Linked DNA regions of Mus musculus: region 1 is linked to region 2. Evidence: chromatin contacts called from public promoter capture Hi-C data. All regions are on one chromosome and are shown on one strand. Each heading gives the region's core, a stretch centred on a gene start, on an enhancer-like site or on the middle of the called end of the contact. The rest is flanking DNA. Distances are from core to core; before and after follow the strand shown. Region 1 holds the start of 4930562F17Rik (a long non-coding RNA gene). Region 2 holds the start of Mrps14 (mitochondrial ribosomal protein S14).

Region 1 (3,335 bases), core at 304-2,803, 1.1 Mb after region 2:
GTGTGTGACTGGCAAAACACTGTAGAATATCTTGCTTGTATTTGTTTTACTAAATAGCAGATGTTTTCATTTGATCCCAAATCTGCCATTGTTTTCTTATTTTAAGTAAAAATGGTTCAGGAAGGTAATTAGACTGAATTAACTCATGAGTTAATAGTAGCACAAAGCTTTGAACTCGGGCTTTATATGTTGGAGCCCAGCGGGCCATTTTGCTACCAAGGGAGATCAGTGAAATAGGTTCCATCTGGAAGGATATGGGCATTGAGTCTAGTTTGAGATGGAGCTGTCAGCGCACAATGCAGACATCGGCCACCAGAGGGTGCTCTTACCTCAAGAGAAGTTTGATAATCCTTTTTTCCGCAGGAGAAGATGTAGCTGATGGATTTCTTTCCTGCCTCTCCTTCGAGGCAGCTGTGTCAAGAGCTGGGCTGTCTTAGACCAAAGTCTGCAAAGCGCGATGACGACATAGCTGCTTCAGGCTCTAAGAACTGCGTCAGAGAAGCATATCTGAAATAATCACAGATTATACTGGATGGCGAGAGAAAGAAACAAGTCCAAACAGCTCAGAAAACAGGTCTTTCGGTATCTGGAAGCGGAAGAAGGGTTTCCTGTGATTCTAATGAAAGCTGCCTTTTGATTCTGAGCTGATTTGTCAGCGCTGCTCTGAATGAAATTATATATATAATTTTGCCTTAATAGATTATAGATTTTTCTTTGTTATTTTTTGAATAATTTGTTTTTTGCCGAACATGTGCATTTAGTGTTACTCTCCCATTTATTTTGTGCCTTGTTTCCTGGTTTTCTTCTATTACTAGAGTTATTCCAGCAAAGGACAGGAACTCATTCATCTTGTGATTAAGCATCTCATGGCGGCCAGTATTTAGAGACAATACCAATTCATAAGAGAATTTTATAAAAGTTTTCTAAAATGAAGAGTTTCTGGGGGCAGGGAGCTGGAGGCGTATAGACAAGTGATCACCAGCATATTAGTGACATTAAAATTTACAATACTTGCACAGATCTTCTAGGGATGCTGTAAATCCAAGGAAAGCTCGAGTCAGAGCCCTGCATTTGCAGCATGCAGATGCCTGTGTTCCTAGGAGCACACCTTCACTAAAGCAAAATTTTAGGCCTTAAGCCAAGGGGCTAGACTTCTTTTAAAAAGCAAGTTTATTAATTGTTTGAGAATGTTATAAATTATATTGTGATCATATTTGCCCTTTCCCAATTTCTGACATATTCCCCCTTACCCACATCCACTCAATTTTGAATTCTCTCTCTCTCCCCTCCCCTTCCCCCTCTCCTCCCTCTCCTTCTTGCTCTCACTCCTTCTCACCTGTTCTCTCTCTTCACCCTGCTATTGGTCCTCCTCCTCTCTCCTCCTCCTTTTTCGTATGAAGTTTGCGTTGCCCAAGTACTCTGGGGAGTGGGCCCTGCCCTGGAATCAACCTACAAGGATCACATCTTTAAGAAAAGCCGATTCTTTCTTCCTTTAGCAGTTAGAAAATACCAACGGCTTTTCAGATCCCAGTGGGATTGTCTATCTATCACTCTTGCTCCATGGTGGGGTTTTTCCTCTATCTTTAGTTTACACACATCTTGTGCATGATGTCATAATTGCTGTGGATTCATATATGCAACTGCCCCATGTATCTAGAAAACATAGTTTTTGTGAAGTCATACTTCACCTCTGGCTCTTACAGTCTTTCTGCCCTCTTGTCTGTGAAGTCCCTGGAGTCTTGAAGGGAATGGATGGGATATGTACATTCCATTCAGGACTGAGTACTCCATAATCTCTTATTCTCTGCATATGGACCAGTTGAGGATCTCTGTGTTAGCTGTCATCTACTAGAAGCAGCAGCTTATGGGTTGAAAGATGCACTGTATTGCAGCAACAGCATTAAGCACTACCAGTCACTTTAACGCTATGTCCATTTATCAGAATAATAGCATTAGGTTATCCTTTGTGTGTGTATATAACTTCATGTTCTTGGCTCTGTTAACAATGCATCTGTTTCTATCTCAGACAGTAGGCCATAGATCACATGTGAGAGTGGTTGGTTACTCACATAATGTTTGCGCCACTATTGCAGTAGTGGGCATGTCCTGTTAGGCCCATCATGTTGTAGTTTGCCAACTTTACAGTTGGGTTAGAATGGTGATTATTATTTTTCCCATCTAATAGTATGAATGTCATCTTCCAGCACTATGGAAGCTAGCTTTTAGGGGTGAAGCTTCTAAGTGAATACTAGCTTGATTGTCTGTGAGTCCAGTGTGTGGTGTCTTCAGAAATAGGGTCTTACCCTGAAGTTCTGTAGGAAATGAAATGTATTGGCAACAGCCTATAATGGTTTGAGGATTAAGGAATCCCATTGACCATCAATATGCAAAGAGTCAACCCATTCCTTAATACTGAGGTTTTTATTTAAGAATATGTTCTGTCTGGTTGGGGATTGTGGAGCATCCAAGATCCTGGATGATAAAGAAGTTGTATGGAGACCAGAACTTTCTACCTGGAGTTTTGCAGAGATATTTTCTCACAAACAATCTTGCATTTGGCCTCCACCTTATAGTTAACCCTGGAAAACCCCTTTCAGGATCATTTGTTGTTCTTCAGGAAATGTGATTTATCCCAGAAATTTTGAAAAAAAAAATCCCCCTTGCTCCTGGTTTTGTTTGTTTATTTGTTTGTTTTTCTCCTATCTTTACAGCCACTTTCCAGATACCACAGAAAACAGAAACATCTAGGGCCTAAATAACTGAGATGCCTCTCTACTTACCTCTGGTGCTCCAGGCATAGCCTTCCTTTTGGAGTGTCCTCTTTCCAGCCAGTGTTTATTGTCTTCATGCTATAGCAGGACTCAGTCTGGACAGATGAACCTTAACAAAAAGAACTCCAGATTGCACTTAGGATAAAAACCTGTTGTTAATGTGAAGGTAGAGGTCTGTGACAATCTTCCAGGTGGACAGTAGTTCTAGGTCTTATTCCTGTTTTGTAAAAGTCAGGAGACATTGCCTAATTTCTTCACTGGATCTAGCAACTTTTCCTTATAACAGATACTTTTCACTGGGGCTTGGCCCACAGTATCAAGGACATAGAATCAAAATAGCACCAGTAGCTGGGGACCAACATATTCCCATGGCAGACATTACATGTTCAAACCACAACATAGAGTCACTCTTCTAAGCTTACAGTCTAGAGGTTGGACAGACATGACATGTTCAAACCATGGCACATAGTCACTCTTCTAAGCTCACAGTCTAGAGGTTGGGCAGACATTACGTGTTCAAACCATGACACATAGTCACTCTTCTAAGCTCACAGTCTAGAGGTT
Region 2 (3,334 bases), core at 739-3,238:
CTCCAGAAATTACATTAAGAAGTTGCAATAAAACAGCATAAAACAGAATATGAGGATAGTTAATGCTTTTGTGCAAGAAAGGGACTCAACTGGCTAACCTGAAGGTCCTTTGGCAAAATGGTATTCTTTCTGAGCGAATTGATCCGAAGCCTCTCATCTGCATATTCATAAGCCATTTTCCGTCTCTTCAAATCACGCAACATTCTCCAGTCTACATAGTAACCTCGAACTTGACCTGACGCTGATGGAGGAACTGCCTAAAAAAGAGAGACAAGGATTATCCTACAAACTTTCAGTCACTCGTTAAATGACTTTGAGCAGTTAAATTCTATTTGGCATGTCTGAGTGCACATGTGTGCTTGTGTATGGACGGGCATGTGTGGAGGGTGGACAAGGACAACGCTTCTGTGAGTCAGTTACCCCCCTACAACATGGGGCCTTAGATTGAACTGCACAGGCTTGGTGGCAAGCATTTTACCCACTGAGCCATCTCATGGGGGGAAGACTTAATAGTTTTAGGAAGTAACTTATGGCATTTATTTGTGTGTGCATGTGCATACCTCATGCATACTACAACTCAGGTGGAAATCTGGGGACAATTTGCAGGTGTATTCATTCTTCTTTCTTAAGTCACTGTTACCTTCTCCCACACCCTCAGGTTCTGATGACTTCAGTACCCTTAGTTATAAAATTAGAAGCAATCTGGAGAGAATTTCCAAACTCCCACTACCATACCTGTGCCCCCTCGGCAGTATTTGTACTACACTCTACACCCCTCTCATTGGTTATATGACACCTCTGTCCATTACAGTGGCCATGAACCATGGATACAGCTAATACGCACTGGAACTGTAAGCAGTACAAGTGGGGACATAATTCTTGGTATTAACTCGCTTAAAAGTTTGGTTTTGGTCCAACTGCAAAAGTTAGCATCCCAACTGCGATATATATATATTTTAAGTGTCAGATACACAGACTTTGAAACCTGCTTCCAACAGAAGAATGCAAATGTCACATAAGTCATTCTAATTTTGACTTGTTAGGATAAGGATAGACCTGACTAAAAATATCTATCAAAATTAACCGCACCTCCTTTTTAAACTTCAATATAAATATTAGAAAATATTTAAATTATCCTTGTGGTTTGCATTACAATTCTACTGGACGAAACTGCTATTCATGACTTAACCACATTCCTAAAATCAAAATTCATACACAGACTATATCACCTCTTGCCTGCAAAAAAAAGGCAGATCTCCAGCGATTCTTCCCTATTCTTTATATCAGTGTTCCCCCACTCTAATATACAGATATGACGCAATGTCACAGTAAAGAAAAAACAACCCAGGTCCACCCAGGTCTCCCTCTAGTTGACACCCCTCCCCAACAAAACTATCCAAGACTTCTCCAACGTCCTTTGCTGCTCGTTCCAGTTTCTATCCGCATCATAACACTCCCACTCCTTAACTCTACAGCCAATTCTCGGCCCTTCCTTTAACTAATTCTGCTTTAGCGGAATGGCCTGCTCCCCATTCGAAATTGTCACCACCTGCTTCCAAGCCACCACTGGCTGACAGCTAGTTCCCTACAGTCTCTTTGCATAATCGGAGCCTCTGAGGTCTCAATCATCCGACTCTCCCCTCTCTTCTCCACTCACACTCGGCTCCTTATAACCCGGAGTCATTCTCGCAGCTTTCACATGACGGATCACACCTGAATACCAAGCCCTCGACTGCTGCTCTGGGCTCTCCTAACCTAGCCAGGACGGGAAAGCAGATAGGAGCCTTGGGATCGGTCCTCCGTGCGCATTACAGGTGACAGGGTTACGAGGGACCCACAGGACACGGAAATCAGGGAAGGGGTAGGCTGGCGAGAAAGGCAGGGGCCTGACCTGCCGGAAGGTCCGCAGCAGCGAGCCTAGCACGGACGCCGCCATGTTGTCTGCCCAGCCAGCCAACCACCGCCGCAGTACAACACCGGAAACAGGTTCTGTGGAGGCGGGGCTTATGCCCCAAAGGGCGGGTCCAGGGCAGGATTTAGCCTATAGAGAGGGAGAGGGTAGGTGCGGGATTTGAAATAACTCTCGCGTTATTTCATAGATAAGCAAATCATCCATGCGGACCGCCCACTTAGGCAGTAGGAGAATAGTGAGCCTGCGCGATCTCTCCTGGCCCTTGCTGTTCCTCTGTCCCAGCCCCGCCCAGCCTGCGCCTGTGTTCTGCGCGTTGGCGCCACCCGGCGGAAGCTTGGCAGCATTTGTCACTCATCCTGCAGAACTGGCACTGGTCACATTTCTGCTGTAAAGAAGATGGTAGTGGCCCTGATAGAGTTTCTGCTTGCACGCCAAGGGTTTAAATATGTATTATATTATATATATTATATTTATTTTATTATATTATATCATATCTGTATTAAGGTTGTATAGGTTTTACGTTTTTGTCTCTGTGGGTTGGACGGCGGTAGTGGTGTGTGTGCATGTGCCTGCTGTTTTCCCTTTAGTACAGGGCACTTTCCTGCCATCTTCCTAGCCTGTCTCCTAGATGTGTTGATGGGTGCAGTGAGGAACAGCCCATTGGGCTCTTTACACAGGAAGCTCCCAGGAAGAAGGAGAGTTTTTTTCTTTAAGCGTTACAAGTTAGTGAACATTTCTAATGGGCTAGGGAAACTCTGACTGAAACCATTTGGCAGGATAAGACAACCAGGAGTCCCTGCCATCATACTAAGATCTAAAAAGTCCTAGACCAGCAAGCAGCATCAAACCCTGGTTAAAACTCATTCCCACTCACCCCCACGCCACACACAACATAATTGGGCATCATCTACAGTCATCTCAAGATATGGGTACACGGCAAACTCTTTTATTATGTTTCTGTTGTTTTAAGATGCCTGTTTGTTTTCATCGGGAGTTAGATAGGAAGGGAAGTGGGAAGATCTTGGAGGAGATGAGGGAGGGGAAATATGCTGTATAAAAATATTTCTTTTCAATTAAAAACAGGAAAAGTTTCACTAATGTGTTACAATTTCAGAAAGCCAAACTTCTGGAAGGGGCTTGAAAGTCAGAAAGATATGTTTATAGGCTATAGAGTAAGAAATGAGTTTTAGGGCCGGGCGTGGTGGCACTCGCCTTTAATTCCAGCACTCGGGAGGCAGAGGCAGGTGGATTTCTGAGTTCGAGGACAGCCTGGTCTACAAAGTGAGTTTCAGGACAGCCAGGGCTATACAGAGAAACCCTGTCTCAAAAAAACAACAAAACAAAACAAAAAAGAAATGAGTTTTAGGGCTGGAGGGATGGCTCAGCAGTTAAGAGCACCGGCTGCTCTTCCAGAGGTCCTGA

The links. Promoter capture Hi-C pulls out the DNA fragments that hold promoters and counts their contacts.
Region 1: a contact with region 2 is called in a promoter capture Hi-C map of hippocampal neurons, with 6 times the contacts expected there. The contact joins the promoter of 4930562F17Rik here to the promoter of Mrps14 in region 2. A contact is called at or near these places in 5 of 39 promoter capture datasets (the 3T3-L1 cell line, 3T3-L1-derived adipocytes, hippocampal neurons and 1 more), 1 of 15 datasets of contacts at CTCF or cohesin (the NIH/3T3 cell line) and 6 of 484 Hi-C or Micro-C datasets (cerebral cortex, cortical neurons, embryonic fibroblasts and 2 more).

The regions. Positions count from the first base shown.
Region 1 is chr1:159,132,499-159,135,833 of GRCm38.p6, reverse strand. It overlaps 4930562F17Rik (a long non-coding RNA gene), which reads right to left and starts at 1,553. Exons shown (of 4, transcript XR_865669.1): 1 at 1,337-1,553; 2 at 330-507.
Region 2 is chr1:160,193,869-160,197,202 of GRCm38.p6, reverse strand. Mrps14 (mitochondrial ribosomal protein S14) reads right to left here and starts at 1,988. Exons shown (of 3, transcript NM_025474.4): 1 at 1,892-1,988; 2 at 99-257. The coding sequence starts at 1,936.